2 separate regions of the Oryctolagus cuniculus genome follow, and region 1 is linked to region 2. Evidence: chromatin contacts called from public Micro-C data. All regions are on one chromosome and are shown on one strand. Each heading gives the region's core, a stretch centred on a gene start, on an enhancer-like site or on the middle of the called end of the contact. The rest is flanking DNA. Distances are from core to core; before and after follow the strand shown.

The links. Hi-C and Micro-C count contacts between places; a contact is called where the count stands out from the background.
Region 1: a contact with region 2 is called in a Micro-C map of ear pinna, with 4 times the contacts expected there. The contact joins the promoter of ARID1B here to the enhancer-like site in region 2. A contact is called at or near these places in 3 of 6 Hi-C or Micro-C datasets (ear pinna, skin fibroblasts and an unstated tissue).

The regions. Positions count from the first base shown.
Region 1 is chr5:10,837,555-10,843,983 of mOryCun1.1, reverse strand. It overlaps ARID1B (AT-rich interaction domain 1B), which reads left to right and starts at 1,612. Exons shown (of 20, transcript XM_070073344.1): 1 at 1,612-4,075. The coding sequence starts at 2,273.
Region 2 is chr5:10,580,361-10,586,275 of mOryCun1.1, reverse strand. All of the region lies in intron 4 of ARID1B (AT-rich interaction domain 1B), which reads left to right. Among named protein-coding and RNA genes, the nearest start is that of ARID1B, 260 kb to the left of the region's middle. Within about 2 kb of position 1,390, at least 6 of the 8 cell types and tissues checked have an H3K27ac peak or open chromatin away from gene starts, as enhancers often do. A contact at or near this core is called in ear pinna, where this site is marked.

The DNA.
Region 1 (6,429 bases), core at 363-2,862, 260 kb before region 2:
GAACTGGCATGTGTCGCCTTTTAGAGCAGGCCCCTGTCATTGTGCTGGGGCCTGGGTTTTACAGGCTCTTGGTCCCAGTCTTCCAGCTGAAGCCTTGCTGAAGCAAACGGAATATACAGAGATTGTGGATTATATGTCGAATTCTCTTTTTAGTTTTGTGATTTTTTTTCTGATATGAAAAAATATTTCTAAGGCCCAGAAGTGAACTTGGCGATTCCCTTTTAGGACTAGTTGTGAAAAGCAGCCAGGACGTACGGCTGAACTTGTAGGAACTGACTTTGATCTAGCTTATCAATCTGAATAAAAGCACTGTATGATTATTTGCATATAGTTTGATTATCAATGTCTGAAGCATAAACAAGATTGATTTTAGAATACATGTATATAGATACATAAAACATTTATATTTGCATATGAAAACTTTAAAATGCAACATATGTGGTTAATACGTATAATTAGTATGTATTTGAATATATAGAGAAAAGCCAGGGAAAAAAATGTCAAAAGGCCCACTAAAAGAGATGTAGTGTTCTCTTGGCACAAACTGATGATTTGGCATGACTTCCTCTTACAGTTCTGTTATTGTCTCTTACCCGTTTTCCAGTTGTTTGGACAGAATGGCAATTTGTTGTTTCTTCTCCAAATAACGACCCTTGGGTGTGCGCCTGGCTCCCCGCCCCCACCAGTCACCAGTAGCTCCGTCTGGCTATCTGTCTCTAGTCAGGTAACATGCTTACACTTGGTCAAGCATACATAACTAGTGCATCCGAAACAAGCCGAAATGCTTGCTATGGAAAGCTGAGGAATGAAATGATTTTGGAAAACTATACTCTACCAAAATCGTGTATCTCATTTCTGGGAGTGTGACCCCTGGAGAGCTGGAGAGTACTTCTTAAGAAGTACTGTTACTAAAGATACTCATAATGATACTAGGTGGTAAACTCATAATAAAAACTGTTGCAATACACAACTGTGTACTATTTCTGCTTTTACATTAGATTGGACTGTTTTATAGTTATTGATCTTGTATTTATATTACATTTAACATCTATTGAGTTTTGTTTCATGTTACTTGGAAAGAAACTTTCTCAAGAGGGTTCTCTGTGCCCGTTACCCTCTGAAATAACGCTGGAAGGTGCTACTACATCACCGGAGGGGGGGGGATTCGACTTTGGACAAATAGTGGCATCTGCGTGGGAAAGCTGTGTGCCGCGTGACCCTCGGCTGCGTGTGCCCGAGACAGAGAGGACACAGGGGTGCGAGCTCTCCCCACAGACTCCTTGCACAGGAATCTAGGGTGCCTTAAAAACAGCCACGTAGCCATTATCTCTGGGGCAGGTGCCGGCATCGGTGAGCATCCATTGAGTACCTGCTGTGTACAGGGCTCTGTGCTCTTCGAACGCGGCTAACCCTCCCCGAAAGCCCTTCCTGAATTCTGCAGTTGGAAGAAGTTGTGGGAATCACGCCGATGGCCAGGAATCAAGGCAGGGAGGCCAACGTTCTGGAAAATTACATAACTCCTGTGAGAGCCAGCGCTTTTGCAGATCGCCCAAATATTTTCTTTCCTCCGTGGGCTCCTCGTCACCTCGGAGGCCCACGGACAACTTCGTGCCCCAGCCCTTCTTCCCTCTTTTGTCTGCTCGCCACAGACTCGTTTTTCCACCTTTGGAGCGTTCCTTTTAGACGCGAAAACAAACACGCGAACGCCCGGTTGGCAAGGAGACGGAGGCACGAGGGGAAAGTGCAGCTCCGGCCGCCTCTCGCCGCCGCGCTCCGAGCGGCTGCCCAGCCGGCCTTGGCCCGGGCCTGCGCGCGGCCCCCGGCCCCCGGCCCCCGGCCCCCGAGGCTGCGCCGGCACGGGCGGGCGGCTGCGGCCCGCGCCGAGTCCAGTCCGCGTTTTGCGAGTGCACAGGAGCAATCAGAGAGAAGTGGGATAATAGTTGCTCCAGCTCGCTCGGCTCCTTCTCGTGCCATGCTGGGCCCGATAGGCTCAGCCGGTCGTGTATTTACCCATATCCGGGTTAGAGAGGAAAAGAGAAAAGTTTCGTTTAAACCTGAACTAAAAACTTTCACCGTGAAAGCACACAGCGGGAGCAGGCCCAGACCGTAAGGCGTGCCCCGGGCCCGGCGCTCCGGCGGGGCCTGCGGAGGGGGAGGGGGCCGGCGGCTTCCCGGCGGGCCGCGTGGATGCGCGCAGGAGGGGCCGCGGCCTGAAAAGTGGGGGTATTGTCTCCCCCCGCCGCCCGCCCGGCCTCGCCACGCCGCGGCGATCATGGCCGCGCGGGCAGCAGCGGCGGCGGCGGCGCGGGCGCGGGCGGGCAGCGGCGAGCGGCGGGCGCCCCCCGGGCCGCGGCCGGCGCCCGGGGCCCGGGACCTGGAGGCGGGGGCGCGCGGCGCGGCGGCGGCACCGGCGGCACCGGGACCCATGCTGGGGGGCGGCGGCGGCGGCGGCCTGAATAATGTGCACCACCACCCCCTGCACCCCCGTCACGAGCTGAACATGGCCCATAACGCGAGCGCCGCGGCCCCGGCCGCCGCCGCCAGCACTAGCAGCGCCAAGAGCGGCGGCTCGGAGGCGGCTCTCAAGGAGGCTGGAAGCGCCGCCGCGCTGTCCTCCTCCTCCTCCTCCTCCGCGGCGGCGGCGGCGGCGGCGTCCTCCTCTTCCTCCTCGTCGGGCCCGGGCTCGGCCATGGAGACGGGGCTGCTCCCCAACCACAAACTGAAAGCCGTTGGCGAGGCCCCCGCCGCACCGCCCCACCACCACCACCACCACCATGCCCACCACCACGACCACCATGCCCACCTCCACCACCACCACCACCATCACCACCACCACCACGCACTACAGCAGCAGCTAAACCAGTTCCAGCAGCAGCAGCAACAGCAGCAGCAGCAGCAGCAGCAACAACATCCCATTTCCAACAACAGCCTGGGCGGCGCGGGCGGCGGCGGCGGCGCGCCTCAGCCGGGCCCCGACATGGAGCAGCCGCAACATGGAGGCGCCAAGGACAGTGCCGCGGGCAGCCAGGCCGACCCCCCGGGCCAGCCGCTGCTGAGCAAGCCGGGCGACGAGGACGACGCGCCGCCCAAGATGGGGGAGCCGGCGGGCGGCCGCTACGAGCACCCGGGCCTGGGCGCCCTGGGCGCGCAGCAGTCGCCGGCCGCCGTGCCCGGGGGCGGCGGCCAGGCGGCCGTCTCGGAGTTTAATAATTACTATGGCAGCGCTGCCCCTGCTAGCGGCGGCCCCGGCGGCCGCGCTGGGCCTTGCTTTGATCAACATGGCGGACAACAAAGCCCCGGGATGGGGATGATGCATTCCGCCTCAGCCGCCGCCGGGGCCCCCAGCAGCATGGACCCCCTGCAGAACTCCCACGAAGGGTACCCCAACAGCCAGTACAACCATTATCCGGGCTACAGCCGGCCCGGCGCGGGCGGCGGCGGCGGCGGCGGCGGAGGCGGAGGAGGAGGAGGAGGCAGCGGAGGAGGAGGAGGAGGAGGAGGAGCAGGAGCAGGAGCAGGAGCAGGAGCGGGAGCTGTGGCGGCGGCGGCCGCGGCGGCGGCAGCAGCAGCAGCAGGAGGCGGCGGCGGCGGCGGCGGCAGCTATGGGGGCTCGTCCTCGGGGTACGGGGTGCTGAGCTCCCCCCGGCAGCAGGGCGGCGGCATGATGATGGGCCCCGGGGGCGGCGGGGCCGCGAGCCTCAGCAAGGCGGCCGCCGGCGCGGCGGCGGGGGGCTTCCAGCGCTTCGCCGGGCAGAACCAGCACCCGTCGGGGGCCACCCCGACCCTCAACCAGCTGCTCACCTCGCCCAGCCCCATGATGCGGAGCTACGGCGGCAGCTACCCCGACTACAGCAGCCCCAGCGCGCCGCCGCCGCCGCCGTCGCAGCCCCAGTCCCAGGCGGCGGCGGCGGCGGGGGCGGCGGCGGGCGGCCAGCAGGCGGCCGCGGGCATGGGCTTGGGCAAGGACATGGGCGCCCAGTATGCCGCTGCCAGCCCGGCCTGGGCGGCCGCGCAACAAAGGAGTCACCCGGCGATGAGTCCCGGCACCCCCGGACCGACCATGGGCAGATCCCAGGTAACCCCCGCGCCGGCCGGGCCTGCTTCCGCCCGGCGGCCTCGCCGCGCCGCGAGCCCGAGTTTCTTTCTTTGCCGCGTACTTTTCCCCAGTTTTCTGGTTGGGGGGCGGCGGGGGCGCGGCGCCCAGGGCCATCTTCGCGGGCGGCCGCCTCCCGCCGAGGTCGGGCGCGCGAGCGTCCGCCCGCCGAGTCCGGGCCGCGCCGTGCGGGCCGCGCAGGGCTTCGCCCGCGGCCGCGGGCCGGGCCGGGCGCTCCGGTGCCCGGTGGACCCGCAGCCTCGCCCCGCCGGCTCTCCCGAGGCGCTGGGGTGGTGACGGGATTCCGAGACAGCGCCCGCGGTCGCGGGAGGCTGTGGGGGCCCGGGGCTGGGTGCGGGGGGCTTTTGTGACGGAATCGGCTCTCCGGGCCGCTGAGGTCTGGGGATGGGGGGGGGGTGTTGACCAGATCTGCCCGGGGAGCGCCCACAGTGTGCCCTCGCTGGGAGAAGAATGAGGAACTTTCTCCCACCTTCAGCCTCGTCCTTCCAGGGCGGCAAGGCGGGGAACACGGGTTAGCCTGGTGACAGCCGAGGGGGTTTTTCCTAGTTGGATAGAGCCCCCCGGAGATCTTCGATGCGGGGATCGAGTTTGAGTGTTTACTAGCAGGGGCGGGGAGAGGGGGGAGAAAAAAATAGAAAGGCGCGATTTACAACGACGTGGAGGCAAAATATCTGAAATCTATCGATTCATTCCCGAGAATAGCCGGGGAAATCCATTATGGGGCTTCGGGCCGGCTGCAAGGAGTCACCTTCAGCGCCGAGGCTGTGTGCAAGGAACACGTTTCCCGACCCATTGAACTTCTCTTGCTCGCGGGCTAGGCATACACGCTGCTCAGCAAATCCAGCAGGAGAGCAGGCCTGTGCAAATGGGGCATTTCGGATCGTGTTTATTGGGGTTTTCTTTCTCCTGCCGTCACCGAAGTCCTCCGGCGCTGTTCCGGAGTGTCCGGCGCGCTGGCTGTTTCTTGCTGGTAGGCTGAGCCTAAAGACTGACTTGATCTCCTTTGCAAGGTTTGGAATTTGAATTGTGGAGGTAAACTGGCTGTAATAGTCTCCAGACAGCTGCCTCTGAGTTGACATCTAATCTGCCATCTGATTGGCTCCCCTCTCACCATTGGGCATTTAGCACTGCTGATGTAAATAGAAGTGCTGAGCAGTACAGTCACAAAAATTCTTGCCACAAATAATAACTGCACTCTATTACAAGCAGATGTAAGCCTGCGTATTATTTAAAGCTTAAACTTGTCGCGCATCACGGTTATTAGTAAGAGGATTCGGCACAGAAAAACATCACACCGTGGTCCAGTCTTGGGCATTCACAAAACTGAGCTCTTTGATGACAATCTTGCAATATGGACACGACATATATCATGGACTACAATTGTAGGTGGACGATAGGGCCAGTGAAAAATAATTCAGCCACAAATTTTACCAATTACAGGGTTTGCTAAGGATATGTATATATATATATATATGCCCTTTATTAATTCAGTTATAAAACATTTGATTTGTGGTAGCACATGTTTAATATAACATTAAAAATTTCAAGATTCTGATGTCCAGCAAATCTTATGGTGACAGGCTTTCAGTGGGATTAAGGCTATGTATTTCTAGTGTTTTGCGTTCTGGCTGTTTTAAAATGTTTGTGAGTGAAGAATTTTAGTTAAAACTGGCATATTTAAAAAGATGAAACGATATCATAATTTTTGCAGAGAACGGTTAATTAAACGGGAAACAATGGGTGTTTCTTTGAAGTACTAAAATCATTTTATATTTTCTTCTTCCTTGGAGGATACAGAAATGCCACAGAATCTTTTTTTCCTCTTGATTGTTTTGTTAGAGCAGGTAACGTAAGGTTTATCTGAACTGCTTACACAATGAGTTAGGAACACTGGATTACAAACGAGTTGTGCTGAGTGTGTTTGTTGCAAATAATTTTTCTTTCATAGACATCTTCATGCTATGCAAGTTTTAAAAATTTTAACCTGTTAGAAGGGAGTAACAGTGGCTGTTATGTATGTTTTTATTTAGTTCATTTAATTTTTTGGAAGGTGTATTTTAGTATTATCTGTTAGAGGAGAGACTTGTCAGAGTGAATGAAGGTCTGGATTTAACAGTCATGCAAATATTAACCTAAACATTGGTGTTCTCTGCCGTCAGATCCTTAGTTAATGGAGTTTTACTTTTAATGAGAATGTTTTCCTGTTCTTGATAGGAAACTTGTGATTTCAGTTTTTGTTTCTTGTTCACATAAAGTACAAACGTTATAAAGAAGACTCCTGTAAACCCTTGTAGTCCATTTTAAAGAGATTTGTG
Region 2 (5,915 bases), core at 141-2,640:
TGGGTCGAGTAATTGGGTTCCTGGCATTTGTATGGGGGTACTCTGGACTGCTTTCCCAGTTCTTGCCCACACCCCTACTCAGGCCACTGGGGAACACTGGGGACTGAATGGGGGAAGGGACTGTGCACACACATGTGCAGGTGCTCCCTCTGGCTCCCGGGGAAAAAATAACACAATTGAAAGCCATTTGGTCAAGTATGTTTTTAAGAAAATTACAATATTTGGAAGATAAATTGGATGAAAATAAGTTTTAAATCCCTCTGATGAAGAGTGGACTTAAAATGTATTTGGGTAGTCCTTTATTTTTGCTTTTAAGCCTTGTGCATAATTTTTTGTTATACTTAAATTGCTACAAGTTGAGAACTTAAGGGATTTTATTTAAACTTTTTTAAAAAGAAAAGTTGCTATTTAATACAAAATTTAATAACCTGCACTTTTTAGTAAGTCATAGCTAACATTTTTGTGAGAATTTGTGATTGTTTGATGTCTTCTCATGTCTGTCATCATTCATATGTCTGTTACTGATACTGTTGATGTTATAAATAGAATTGAATGAGAAATCACACATAAGTGTAGCAGTTTCTCCTATTCAAATTGATTCAAAATAGTAAATATTCAGTAGTTAAAAGTGGTTTAACAGTTACTAATTTCCTCAGAATTATTTTTCTTTCCTATTTTCCCTCAAAGCTTTGTTGCCTCTCCTTGGTTATAATCCAGCCAAGTGTGGGGGTGAGTTTATGCTGCAAATGCTTTGCTGATTTACTTCATTCCCTCATTTTCTTACTAAAAGAAAAATCAGCCGGGATTTGCGGCTGTCTTTGGGAAATTCCGTGTGACCTTGAGGGTGAGGGTGACCCGGTGCTGCCTGTTTGCGGAATGCGATCCTGCAAGCGCAGGCCCATCCTGGGCCTTCGCCCCACCCGGGCCGCGCGCCGCCGGGCTCGGTCCCACCGCAGCCTCGCGCCCAGCGGCTGCCGGACGGGTTCCCGAGGACCGGGCGCCCGGGACGCGGGGGTCCCCTCCCAGCCGCCGCCCTCAGGCCTGCTTGTTTTCCTGCAAAACTTAATTAAACCAGCTCTGCAGCAGTTTCATTTGCTTTCGTTTAGCAGCTCACACAGCCTGAGAATCCGCATCCAGTTCGGGTAAAACGCATGTTCAGGAAGAAACTATTCTCAAGAATTCGTACAAGGGGTGTGTGTGTGAGCGCGATTAAACAGACCCAGAATTTCCGGGACGCCGCGACCCCCAGGCTCCGGGACGGAGGACGCGCGCCCGCAAGGCGCTGTGGGGCGCCGGGGAGGGCGCGCGCCGCGCGGCCGGGCGCCGCCCACTCGGAGCTCGCGGCCGGCGGGCTCCCGGCAGGCACCTCGGCCGCCGGGCTGGGCGCGGGTTCCGCCGCCGCCCCTCCCCCGCCGGCACGTAGGCGGCGCCCGCGGCCGAGCGCGCGGCGCGTCCCGGGCGCCCTCGGTCGGCGCCTCCGCGCGCCCACCGTGGGGCCGCCGCGGAGGGAGGCGCTGCCGCCGGGCACGCGCTCGACGCGTCCCAAAGTTTCTGCGGACACAGCCCGGGCTCCCCGGAACGCGGCGGCCCGGCGGGGCCCTGCGAGCCCGGGACGGCCGCGCGTGGCCCCTGCTCCCGTGGCCCGTCTCCGTGGCACCCCCAAGCACCGAGCCACTCCCACACACTGCCGCGCGGGCTGTTGCAGCTCGTCTTGCGTAATGAAGACGAGCGCTGGGAGCCGGGGAGGGAGGGCGCGGGGCGGCGCCGGCTGCCCAGGTGCGCCCTCCTCAGCCCTCCCGGGCCGGGAAGCCAAACCGCCGCTTTTTCCCAAACCCGAGCGGAGCGAGGCTTGTAAGGTGTGGCCCCGTTCTCGTGCCCTGAGCAGCCTGGGGGAGAACGGTGCCCTTGGCCTTGAGGCCTGCGTCCTGGAGACTGACGGGCACGGCTGCCCCCGGCTCCCCTCTGCACGTTCGAGCAACGTTGCAAGTCAGAGCGAGCCGGTGGATGAGGTTCCTGCCTTTCAGACAAAGTGTTTTAAAAAGATAAAAGTAATCGAATCCAAGGCCAGCGTTTGATCTGAGTAGAGGTCACTGACTACTCCACTTTGGCTTTTTAAGCAACTTGGATGCCCCTCTGGGTGTGTGGGTTCAACGTCTTACCCCATCACACTCAAATCAACTGAATCTTGAATTCTGGGAATTGTTGCAGGAATGCAGTTTGTCAATGTTGATATAGAAACAAACACCCAAGAAACGAGTGCTTTGAAAAATGTAAGAGAAATGACCTAAAAGAAGAATTCTTAGTATTTTTCTGTTTGCTTTATGCCTTTACTTTACTTACTGTGCAAGTAAATTCGCCTCAGTCTTCACGTGGCTGTTTCTCTTTGTGGTGTGCACACACACCAGGGATTTTTTAGAAAGTAATTGCAGTGGGAGCATTTCTAACCAAGATGGTTGTCGCTCTCTGATGACCTTTGCCAGTTACAGTTTACATTAAATCCCAAACCTGGGTGTTTTGGACAAAGGTGTGGGTTCTATGCCTGGATACACAGTGCCCCACCCCCTGCTCTCTCCTGCCCTCTCCGAATGGAAACAGGAAAGCATCACTGGGGGTCCGCCCTCGTCGGTTATTATCGCTAGGGTTCTGTTTAGTCTTTGAGCTAATCTGCTGTAAAAGTGATTCAATTGGTGCCCGTCAGTAAGTCTGGGGTTGACAGGCTTTTAATTTCCCCCAACCTTGTGAATATTGAATTGATGTGTATCTCAGAAGGGGTATATATAATTAGGAAAGGAAACAGAACAAAGTCTTCTACACACGCAGGTACAATTTGGGAAGTGTGATATGAACTGAATAAGAAACATTTCTCCCTCAACTTCCCAGAACATTCTACTGTTACAGTGGTCCCCAGTGCTGAGAATGGATCCGAAATGACACGGACATTGGACAGTAGCTAGGAGTCACCATCCTGACATTATCTGGACTGCCTTAGACTTTAAAACCCTAACCCAAGTAAGTACTAGCACACAGGAGCATTTTCTGTTTACTGTAAACATTTGCCTCATTTATAGCAAATTCTGGGGCTGAATGTTGCCTGCCTGGTTTGGTACTGAGGCTGAGATCTCTGCCCTCCCCCAGGGTTTATCCAAGGGCATCTGAAATAATGAATTCAAGTAAGATTTAAAGCGACTGTCTAACTTGACCAATTCCGTATCTAGTTTGTAGGTCATTGGTTATCTCTCTGGTTATTTTTACTTTCAGCTTTCTCCTGTTTCCCTATTTTTGAACTAAGTGAATTTTTTCATAATGATTGATAACAAACCTCCCGTGTGAAAAAGAAAATATGGCACTAGGTGCTCACTTGGAATGGGTAGGCTTACCTGCTGTGCAGTCGCGCCACGGAACTCCAGAGCTTCTGCCGAGAAGGGAGTTTGTGGCCCAGCCGGCAGGCGGGCAGTCCTGGAGTACTCTTCCGGAAGACCTTGGGCCTCCTTGCCATGGCAACCCTGGTGTTGGTGTACACCTCAGCTGTTTCAGGAACCGAGGCTGGTTTCATCCCGAACACCGACCAGATTACTCATAAAACCTTGATAAAACATGACATGCATGCGTGTGACTGCCTGCTTGCTTTCGGGATTTGATTGTACATTATTTATTTCAGAAATTCATTTTTTTCTTAAAAATCTCTAAGAATGTATATGAACAAACATGAGTCTCCCTAGTATAAAAATGTGGGAAGCGCCTACTGGGAGTAGATGCATCATCCATTAGAAATCCAGCTTTTCATCCCAGACGCTGCGATTCAGGCTTCCTGCTACTGCCTGTGTGGAGAAGAGCTCCATGTTACAAGCTGAGGAACCTGAATTATCCAGTAATCCCTGAGCTGTGGGGCGATCTCACCCAGTTGTTCAAGAGTTTTTTGTAGATTTGAAGTTTAAAAGTCAAATATTAAAAATTTCTGAGGATTAAGTAAAAAATACTGTCCCCAAGAGTTATGTGTCATTTTTCAGATCTGTAGGTTACATAATATTTTCCTGTCTGGACTTTATATAGGACGTTATCTTTGCTGTAGCTACAATTGTGGTTTTATGTTGATTTGATGGTCTTCAATGTTAAGTTTGAAGTTCTTATGAATTGTATTAATAACAGAGAATTGCATTGGATGATCCCTTTCTAACTTCAAAAGCAACCTATCATTATTTCTGAGCAAGATATTTTTAAAATCTCATTCTTCCCCAGAAGAAAAATGTAGCAATTCTCAAATCATGGAGGAATCTCTAGAAACTAACAACTAAAAATTTATATTCTACATTTTATCAAAAAAAAAAAAAACAAAAATGTGTACTATACAATGAAAATGAAAGGCGTTTTGTAGCTGAGGAGTGACGGAATCGTTACGTTAATTCTTGTCTGTGGTTGGCAGAGGTCCGTGTTTCCTGTGCCGTGCAGTGCAGAGCGGTGATGTGTGGAGAGCAGCGCCTTGTGCTTCCCTTTAGAGCTGGTCCCTCCTCCCAGAGCCCCTGCTGCCATCCTCAGACGTCGTCTTTCCTGTGCGTTCGCCTTTTCCTGGGATGTCATACGAGTGGAACCCTGCGGCGTGCAGCCTGTTGAAGCTAGGGTGCTGCATTTGAGATTCACCCGTGCTCGTTGCTTCATTGGTACTTAATGCTTTTTCATTTCTGGGTAGTCTGGCGTTGTGGGCACATGTTCTGTAGTTTTGTTTCCCCATCCCCAGTTGAAGGGTTTTCGTTGTTTCCAGTTTTTGACAGTTCCAAACAAAGCTCTCATGAAGGTTCTTACCCACGTTTTCACAGCAGCATTTTTCTTCCTCTGGGGTGAGCACCCAGAAGTGAGATTGCCGCATCAGGTGGCAAGATGACAGTTAGAAGGAACTGCCAGGCTCTCCATGGTGGGGGTACTATTTTGGCTGCAACAGATAATTGTACAAAATCTGTTTTCTGGGGTGGGTATTTAGCCTAGCTATTGAGGCACAGATGGCCGTATCCCATAGCACAGGACCTAGATTGCATACTCAGCTCCTGACTCCAGCTTCCTGCTGTCACAGACCCCGGAAGACAGACATGATGACTCTAGTAACTGGGTTCCTGCCACCCACAAGGGACACCTGGCTTGTGCTTCAGCCCCAGGCCTTTGAGTGCTTCTGGGGAGTGAACCAGTGGGAAGAGTACCTTCTTCCCCACCTTACAAATAAATTGTAAAGCTTTTTTATCAGGCAGTGTTGTGGTACAGTGGGCTGAACCACCACGTGGGGTGCCTGCATCCTTTAGCAGAGTGCTAGTTCTAGTCCTGGCCCAGCCCTGGTTTCTGCAGAGGTTTGGGGAATGAACCAGTAGATGGAAGGTTTTTCTTTGTCTCTCTCTTGCTCTTGCTCTGGTGTGTACATGTGTCTTTGTCTCATTCTGCTTTTCAAGTAGATAAAAATAAATTAAAAATATTTAAAATAAATCAGTTCTCTTCTTTCACTCATATGTTTTTATCATGGAAATAGACAAATTCCTCGTTTTCCTAGAGTAGGAGAACCCCTATTTTCCCAGGGGTATGTGTGAACCCTCCAGTAGCGCTGAACCTACACAAGCATTGCAGTCTTCTCTAGTCCAGCCGAGAAGCCAGAGGGCTCTCCAGCAGGTGCATGTGTATACCTTGTACATACGCTGGACAAAGGGATGGGTCCCTTCCCAGGCAGAATGGAGCGGGGTTGCATGAGACGTCTTCACCTTCAGCTTACGTCTGTTTCCGGGCTTTTCCATTTGATGTTTTCGGATCTTGGCTGACGGTGGTTACTGCAGTCCCAGGAAGGGAAACTGCCCCTGAGGAGAGGCTTCTGTCATGGTGGATCCGAAGGTGCCTGCTTTCTTCATTTCATTACAGTCGTACATCGCCAGTGTTTGCAAAAATGA